Linked DNA regions of Mus musculus: region 1 is linked to region 2. Evidence: chromatin contacts called from public Hi-C data. All regions are on one chromosome and are shown on one strand. The core of a region is the stretch at or near the end of the contact, and the rest is flanking DNA. Distances in the headings are between cores, read along the strand shown.

Evidence for each region. A called contact is a pair of places that touch in the nucleus more often than the background predicts.
Region 1: a contact with region 2 is called in a Hi-C map of the HPC-7 cell line, with 6 times the contacts expected there. The contact joins two enhancer-like sites. A contact is called at or near these places in 1 of 484 Hi-C or Micro-C datasets (the HPC-7 cell line), 1 of 115 datasets of contacts at active chromatin or transcription factors (embryonic fibroblasts) and 1 of 9 other capture datasets (embryonic stem cells).

What each region holds. Positions count from the first base shown.
Region 1 is chr11:90,556,469-90,561,319 of GRCm38.p6, reverse strand. All of the region lies in intron 12 of Stxbp4 (syntaxin binding protein 4), which reads left to right. Among named protein-coding and RNA genes, the nearest start is that of Stxbp4, 79 kb to the left of the region's middle. Within about 2 kb of position 2,524, at least 40 of the 459 cell types and tissues checked have an H3K27ac peak or open chromatin away from gene starts, as enhancers often do. A contact at or near this core is called in the HPC-7 cell line, where this site is marked.
Region 2 is chr11:89,983,036-89,987,382 of GRCm38.p6, reverse strand. Pctp (phosphatidylcholine transfer protein) reads left to right here. Exons shown (of 6, transcript NM_008796.3): 4 at 16-187; 5 at 1,223-1,290; 6 at 2,627-4,347. The coding sequence ends at 2,692. Among named protein-coding and RNA genes, the nearest start is that of Pctp, 18 kb to the left of the region's middle. Within about 2 kb of position 1,407, at least 71 of the 459 cell types and tissues checked have an H3K27ac peak or open chromatin away from gene starts, as enhancers often do. A contact at or near this core is called in the HPC-7 cell line, where this site is marked.

The DNA.
Region 1 (4,851 bases), core at 1,275-3,774, 570 kb before region 2:
ACAGGTTCTTCAGCTATTTTAAGTCATGGAAGCGAGTTTTACCTTTAGTGTGACAACCCAAAAAGCATTGAGTAACCACCAGGACAAGGGGATGATGGGTAAAAAAGGAGGGCGAGGAAGGGAGGAACATAAAGAGCAAGCTTTGAAGCATTGGCATCCTTTTTCAAGTCCCTTGTTTTTCTTCTTGCCATGAGACGTCTTACTCTTGGTCCTATATTTTATTTATATATATATATATTTTTTTCATGCACCAAAGAATAGCCCAGCCCTGCTGTTTAGAATGAAGATGCTTTCCCATGAAGTTATACCTGTCACTTTCTTTTCCTTCAAGTTCTAACAACTCCCAACACGTATGAACCGTTCCTGTTGCGTCTTCCTTTGATCAACAACTTTGTAAAACCCACCCTCAACACTCAAGTTGTTTTTAAATTGACTTCCAAGGTAGTGTTATGACCCCAGGCAACGGTGAATTGGTGACTACTCTAGAGCCAAAACACTTAGCTTGTCTGAACCAGTCTTTGCTCTGATGGAATAGGGGAATTGTTTACTTGGCAATTCGACTAGGATCAGATAAGTCCGGTTGTCGTTGCCTCGCCTGTACCAAGCTTGTGCTGAAGACTTCAGAAGGGCGTGAAATAGGTGGTCACGTCAGTAGGATTCTCTGGCAGGGGCTTAGTCCGATGAAGCAAGAAAGACAACTTTAAAAACATGTCAGATATCTCTAAAACAAACCCTAGTTATAGTCCCACCCTTCTAGGGATTATGTTTTCTTGTGATTTCAAAAAAACAATGACACCTCTAATTTTTATGTTTGGGTGGCCTCTAGATCTTTAATTCAGTTTTGGCAATTTGAATGTCCAATAGTTTTCTTGAGCAGTACTAGTAGTTATTCTAAAATACCATCTCATGAGAGAGGAAAAATAAGAACACATATATTTGTTATACATTTCTTCTCCAAAAGCATGCTGTTGTAATAATGGCCTTCATGTCAGAATAGTAACTTTTGCTTCCCACTAAAATCCTTTTACCGAAAGATGCCTCATGCTGGCCTTTTGAGGCCACTGTCCCCCCCCCTCCCACCTACCCTCCTCATGCCTGACACCCACTAATCTATTGTTGATCACAATTTTTGTCCTTTAAAAGGACACAAGCTGCCTTTCATAATAGTCTATTTCCATCCAGCTTACCTCCCTGGGATTCCCCTGGACTATTGTATAGATCCACAGATTGTTCTTTTTGTTTTGTTTCTGAGAGCATTATAAAACTAGTTTTCTCTAAAGAAGGTTGGTGGATTGTTCCAGTGTTGCCTTCCTGGTTGTGATATTCTATTAGCATGCACGGTGTAACCATTGGCTGAGATTTTATGGACACAAGCGTTTCAAGACAAACAAAAGTAATCTGAAAACCATTATAAAGCACTTATAATGTTGGACAGCAGTGGGATTAAAGAAGCTTATGGAATAAATATAGCTAGGTTTATTTTTCAGCATTAATTTTCTTTTGTGTGTGTGCGTGTAATGAGAAAATTACTTCTCTTTTCACTACCATTAGACTCTGCACTAGAAACTGCCTAAGGTAAGGAAAGCTTACTTGAAAAAGGAGCAGGAAACCTGGTTTCCCAGCGTTCCAGTCGTCATTCGTGTTTGCATAGACATCATTTGTACTTAGTGATTCACTGGCAGTGCATGCAGCAAACTTCAGTGTTTCTATAGCTATGGTATGATTGCTGTATCTCCACAGAGTCTACTGTGTTGCAAGCCTGGTATTCAGGGTAACAATATAAGCACACGATAGAACCATTAAAAAGTAGAAAGATCCTTAGATCGTGGGTCATGCCCTGGATGTTCTTATGGGACCTTTGTCTCTCCATGCCAATTCACCTTCTCACAGGTGGCCCATCTCACTTTCCCAACCTTTGAACATAAAACGCCAACAACTAACTAACCCCTTCTTTACAAGTCACCCCACTCAAATATTTCATAGCAGGGAAAACTAATATAATTGTCTATTTCAGAGTCCTATTCCCAAGTAGTTATGCTCATTTCATATAGAAAAGATCTTGGTGTTAGAAGGATTCCAAGACAGACATTTTTCTGTCTTTTCTGTATTATAAAGTTATTTTAATTGTGTTGGCTTAATTAGACACCATTTTCAGTGTTGGGGAATTTGGGAGCAAAGTGATGGTATTCTTCATAGAGACCCGCAATTAGTTTCTTTATACCATTTCCTATAGGAGGTTTCCCTATGAGAAACTCGTGAAGATGGGGTTCCATACAATGCATGGAGGGAGCACCATTTAGGTTACACTTTAGACGTCTGTGTAGATGCTAAACATTTTTTTTTAAGTGTTGGAGCAATATATAATAGTTGGACTGACAAACAAGAACATTTGATCCAAGGAGGAAGTTGTTTCAAGGAGGAAGTAGTGATAAGGCGGCTGATTCTATTAACGTCTTATCTTGGCAGTTTGCTGTGTAAAAAATAGTCTCAGTAGTTCTACAGTCGTATGGGACTCGTGACATCGTAGTAATGATTTATTCACAAAACGCTGACAAGTTAAAAACAAAACTCGCCTGGTCATGTCTGACCCCACATAAGTATTGTTTAGAAATCTGCATTGGTTTATTGTCTTTTTGCATTATATATGAAGAGATTGCCTCTGCCTGAGTTCCTGAATAACTAGAGATCTGCTTCACAGCTCTTGGGTATTAATGGCATGTGTACTCAGTGATTCACCTAAAGTGCATGCAGCATTTTAAGCAAGCTTTAGCAAACCCAAGTGTTGCCATGGCTACAGCACTGTTACAGTATATCTATCCCCCCAGAGGTCCCTGGGTTGGAAGCCCAGTGTTCAGGGTAAAGATTTAAACGGCTGATAGAACCATTAAAAAGTGGGATGGCCTAGTCACAGGGAATGGTCATGGATGCTCCTAAGGGACCCTTGCCTCTCTGTGCTGTTGCTCCTTCTCAAGCCTAGTTTCACACACACACACACTTGCTGGTCTGGCAGAATGACACTACTGGCTTCTGCACACGGTGCTTGGCTAACTTGCATCTCCTCTCTTGCTTTTTAAATTTCCTCTATCATACACTTCATCCCATTTCCTCACATTAGTATACAAGATCTCTTTCTTTAGATATTTTCTTTATTTACATTTCAAATGTTATCCCGAAAGTTCCCTATACCCTCCCCATGCCCTACTCCCCTACCCACCCACTCCCACTTCTTGGCCCTGGTGTTCCCTGGGGCATATAAAGTTTGCAAGACCTAAGGGGCCTCTCTTCCCAATGATGGCCGACTAGACCATCTTCTGCTACATATGCAGCTAGAGACATGAGCTCTGGGGGTACTGGTTAGTTCATATTGTTGTTCCACCTATAAGGTTGCAGACCCCTTCAGCTCCTTGGTTTGGAGCTAAGTCAAAAGGATGGACCATCCAGAGACTACCCCACCCAGGGATCCATCCCATAATCAGCCACAAAACCCAGACACTATTGCATATGCCAGCAAGATTTTGCTGAAGGGACCCTGATATAGCTGTCTCCTGTGAGGCTTTGCCAGTGCGTGGCAAATACAGAAGTGGATGCTCAGTCAGCTATTGGATGGATCACAGGGCCCCCAATGGAGGAGCTAGAGAAAGTACCCAAGTTCTATTTCTGTAGGAGACATTGACTCCGTTTCTCGGAACCCTAACATGAGATATTTAACTTGTACAAAAGCCCCTTCTCCCATTTAATAAACACTAAAAGTTTTGTGTTGTCGATTTACTTTTACTTTTTTTCTTTTAAAATCAGTGCAACTGTTTATTTCTGGCCATATTTCAGATGTGTATTTACCCAGGCCCCCACCCTGTCTCTATTTAATACTGAAAGTATTGTGTCAGCATATGGTATAAGATGAGAATATATACTTTTTTTTCCCTCCCAAATGGTTTGCTGTAGCAACCGTTTATTGTTTTTGTGGTATCACCCTTAGTTGCAGACTCAATTCTTTCCTAACCTAAGGTCTGTTTGGGCTATTCCGTCTTTACAGTACTTTCTCAACAATGATATGTTATGTTAGTGATTATTTTGTTTACCTCTTAAGCTAAAATCAGATGTTACGTTATTTATCTATTCATTACAACCTTAGCCTGTATCCTACTTTGGGCCCCCCATACTCTTTGAATTTCATGATCTTAGACAAAATGCTACACACACACACACACACACACATACACACAGTTTAATATGATTCATATTCCAGTTAAACCCCTCAGGGTTATTTTGAAAGAATTGATCATCTCTTTTAATGATGGAGCCCCTTAAGCCCTAAAGTTTGGAAGAATCACCATGTTTAATGTCTAAAGATGTAGCCACTGAGCTGCACTGCATCTATAAAGAGGGTTTAAATGCTGACAATGAAGAAAGCCTTCCAGATGTCCATGATCTGTGCTGCCCAAAGCCGTGTGGATGCCTGTGGTATCAGGCTGCCTCCAAGGGTCTTGTCTGGCTCCAGCGTCCTACTGCAGCTGTGGCCAGGTTTCAGGGTCAGAGTCCTGTTACCAGAAACTCTGAGGAGGCTCATGGTCTGTCCTCCCTTCACTTACTGTGAAGAGCAAGAAGGCTACGTTTGCTCTGATATCAACAACTGCAGATGCACAGTTGAGAGGGAGGGACAACCCCTACCCCCACTTCACCCCTACACACAAGAAAAAAAAGAGTAACAGCCTAGATAGGAAGACACCAACGAGAACTCTTAACAAGTGTAATGGAGATTCTGAAGTGTAGATCTCCCTAGTTGATGGCTTCTGGTTGGGCCCAGGAAGGGAAGGACTCAGTTCTATTTAAGGGGCAGGCCACTGAGAGTTG
Region 2 (4,347 bases), core at 158-2,657:
TGACTGGCTATGCAGTACGTCTACACCCGCCAGCGCCGAGACCTGGATGTGGACGGGAGGAAGATCTACGTGGTCCTGGCCCAGAGTATCTCGGCACCTCAGTTTCCCGAGAAGTCTGGGGTCATCCGAGTGAAACAGTACAAACAGAGCCTGGCGATCGAGAGTGACGGCAAGAAGGGGAGCAGAGGTAAAGCTTTCGGGGCAGGGCAGCAGCTAAGCCAGTGCCATTTGAGTAGGAGGCAGCTTAGGCAAAAGCTTATCCAGTGAATGTAACCATGGCCCGGGAACAAAGGAGACGTGAGGTGGCCATGTGGGAGTGTTTGGATCCACATCAGAGATTGGCTAGGCCTCAGTGTAGATGTTCCAGTCTGATGCGGTGCACTCTTCTGCTTGTTAACATTTATTTATTTTATTCTTACATGTTCATTAGTGTGTTTTGCCCACATGCGTTTCTTGCCTGATGTTTGTGGAGATCAGAAGACGGCATCATATCTCCTGGGACTAGAGTTACAGGTGGTTGTCAGCCACTACGTGGGTGCTGGGAATTGAACCAGGATCCTCCTTAAGAGCAATACAGGCTCTTAAAAGCTGAGGCAACTCTCCAGCCCCACCCACCACCCATTCATTCTTTGTTGTCCAAATGAAATCAGAACATTGAAACCCTTGAGTTTAGAAAGAGTTGCTTCCGGCTTACCCTGTAGCTATAGGGACCGAGCCTAGACAGGGCTAGGGGATTGGCAGGTGTGGATTGGAGGATCCAGCCCTTCACACACACAAGGCCAGAGACTTAAGAACATCGAGTTCCAGTCTCCAAGAAGGAAAACGGGGCAACCGCATCTGCCATACCGGCATGAATGTGGCCCACAAAATCCGAACCCTAAGTCTGCTGCTTGTTAGGTCTGTCTTCTCATTTTTCTGAGCTTTATTTCCTCGTGTATGCTAACCGTCAGTTCCTTGGGGCTGTTTGGATAACGATGATGTGCAAACGTCTAGCGTTCATCAGGTGTCTAAGAAAGCACAGCCAAGTGTTTCCCTGGCTGCATTTTCAACAGTACTCCTGTGTCAGTAGCCGCAAGGCAGGTCGGGGCATTTCACGTGCTCCTTCCTCTGCGCTGTCTGGGTCCCAGTCGGAAGACGGCTTTGCGGAGCTTTGTTATTGTATTTTTCTAGCCCCCGTGTCCCCCCCCCCACTCCTCCTGAATTGTCTTCTCTTCTCTTTTAGTTTTCATGTACTACTTTGATAACCCGGGTGGCCAAATTCCGTCCTGGCTCATTAACTGGGCAGCCAAGGTGAGATCCCAGGAGTTAGGCAGTGGGGAGTGTGCATTTGACAAATGTTGACTTAGCCTGTGGGTTGTCACAAGATGCATTGTCCCAGGGTAACGAGAGTCTTTTATGAAGAGCTCGGTTGAGTGACTTGGTGATTATTGGAGTGGCCAACACCCAGGATGGAGGCTGAGACATAGGACAAAGACTCTGTTAGCCAAGAATGTCAGCCCTTCCCTGCTGGTAGCCACGGACCCTCCATGATTACTCGCTGGAACTTCCAGACGTAAGGCTGCCCCTTACAGGGACTCCAGTGTTTTCAGTATCTGCTTATGAGACAGTCAGACCTTGCTTAGAGACAAGCAGACCCTCCCTGGCTCAGAGGAAACCTCTAGTTCGGTTGTCTTTGCTGTTTTTCAGTCTCTCGGGCCAAGTTACAGTGGTAGTGACTCAGATCACTATAGGCTGCCACTCCTAGGGTCCTGCATCACTGTGACAATTCAGCAGGCTTTGTGCAGGTCCTGTGGTGAACTCCAGTGGCTCATGGGAAAGTAAGAATGCCTATAGGTGTCAGAGGCAAACAGATGCAATTCTGAACCTGGGCTCTGTTACTGACTGTTTTCTGTTAGTCAGGGAAGTCCAACTTCCTTTTTTTTTTTTTTTTCAAAAACTGAAGATGAATAATGCCCCCTGCATGGAGATGAAGTCAGTGAAACAGCATTTTTGCAAAGTCATGCACAGTGCTTGACACTGTACAACATATCCCATCCCCTAACCACAAACACTATTTTTTTTAAAACAGTAAGACAAGCCCTTCCACTTCTTTAAGGAAGTATCCAGCAATCTAATTCCGACTCTTGATTTACTTTGTTCCAGTCTTTTGTTTTGTTTTAATTTTTTCTTTCCTTTTTAAAAAAATATTTTTAAGAAATTATATGCATATGTGGATGGGGATGTGTGCATATGTGTCTGGAGGGTCCAGTTGGCCCTGGAGCTGGAGTGACAGGTGGCTGTGAGCTATCTGACATAGGTGCTGGGACCTGACCTCAGATTCATCACAGGAAAAGCATGTGCTTTTAGGCTGAGCCCTAGTCCTAGCCTCCCTTCCTTTTTAATTAATAATAATTTCAAAAGGAGCTCTGTAGTTTTTATTAGCAGAAGTCAACTCGAAGGCCCTGTCTTTCAAGCCTTTCAAGTCTGTCTGCTCTGGGTCTTGCCTTCTGCCGTTTTCTGTGACAGCGTCATGTTGAAATTGGATCAGGGGCCCCATTGTCTTTGATTACCCCCCAAACCCATTGTTTTTCTCTGCCACACTCCAGAGAATGAAGGATACATAGAAACATAGTCTTTTCTTTTGCAGAATGGAGTTCCAAACTTTTTGAAGGACATGGTGAAAGCGTGTCAGAACTACCACAAGAAAACCTAAGGAGGGGACTGGGACTCCGTCATCCATGAAGGACATCTCTGGCTGTGCTACACCACCTGAGGCTCGCCCTTCCATTCATACTTCCCATCTTCAAAGCGCTACTCATTCCCAAGCAACCTTGCCTCTGGCCAGCTCCATCGGCTCCATTGCTGCCTTCTTTCCCAATGGTCATACTCAGAGCCTGTTACCTTCTTCCACTATTGAATGGGGCCCATGCTTGTTTATGTTTCATTAGGGAAATCCTTAGTGGGGGGAAAAGGCGCCATTCTGTTGTGCCATTTGGGGGGGAATGGGTGAAAGGAGGAAGGACGACAAGCTATAGAAGCAGCCCTTCTTGGAAAGCAGGCTCACTTCAGGACTCTCTCTTGCACCCAGAAGTGGTCTTTAGCCCACAGTTGACCTTCCATGTTCGAATACTGGAGATAGAGTGATGTCTGTTCTCTTGATGCCTCGCTGATTCGGATAGGCTGGGGTTTGGGGTGACAAGCAAGTGGGGCTGTGTTTCCCCCTTGGGCGGCATTAGTAGCTACTATGATATCAGACTCCTCTGAGGGGTGTCCCAGCACTAACGGAGCATATGTTGAGATGACCAAGGCTTCCTAATTGCCCACATCTGGATTTTTCCTTTCCCATCCACTGAGAAATAGCTGCCTCTACCTCTCGAGCTGTGCATTTGACTGCAAGCCTCAGGCTTCAAAGATGGCTTGCGCATAGCCCAATGATAGTGTCTTCCTATGTACTAAGGTGACTTTCCATTCTAGACTGTTTGGAGATGTTGAAGGGACAGTAATGGTTTACAATGGAGTGAAATGGAAGTAGTGATTTGATGTGCTCTTTGCCCCCCCCCACCCCCACAAGGTTTCTCTGTGTAGCCCTGGCTGTCCTGGAACTCATTCTATAGACCAGGTTAGCCTCGAACTCAGAAATCCACCTGCCTCTGCCTCTCGAGTGCTGGGATTAAAGGCGTGTACCACCACTGCCCGGCACTTCGCCTTTTTCTTAGGAATTCTACCTCTTCAAAACAGGAACTCAGAACCCTGCGTTTGATCCTCGATGTTAGTAGGAAAATACATTCTGTAGCCAAGACACAGCCTTAATGATCTCAGGGGAAAATTGTAACCACTGTGTGCAAACCTTGATTAACGAACATGGACACTCAGGATGCAAAGGCAGAAGAAAGGGATTGTTTAAGTGGGATTCCTTAAAGTGTACGTTCTTTTCTGGGAAGAAAGTTGTGTTCTGTGAATAAACGCAGTGACTTAGGCTTCTCTGTGTGCTGTCTCCCTCTTACCTTTCTTTGTGGAAGAAGGAATTAGTTATGTTGCCTCTTCTGTTTGCAGGGACACCTGGCCCAGCTCAAGACTAGAAAGAAGGGAAGAAAGAAAGGAAGAGGGGGAAGGAGGAAGGGAGGGACAGACAGACAGACAGACAAACAGAAAATTTGTGGCTGGAGAGATGGCTCAGCTGTTTATAACACTGAGTGTTCTTTCAGGGGACACTGGTTCACGTTTAGATTGCCAACACACAAGTGGCAACTCATCTCCTTCTATGTAATTTCAGTTTCAGGGCATGTGACACCCTCTTCTGGCTTCCACAGATAACTGCATGCAAATCATGCCCTTATGGACATGCAGGCAAAACACCCATTAAATTTA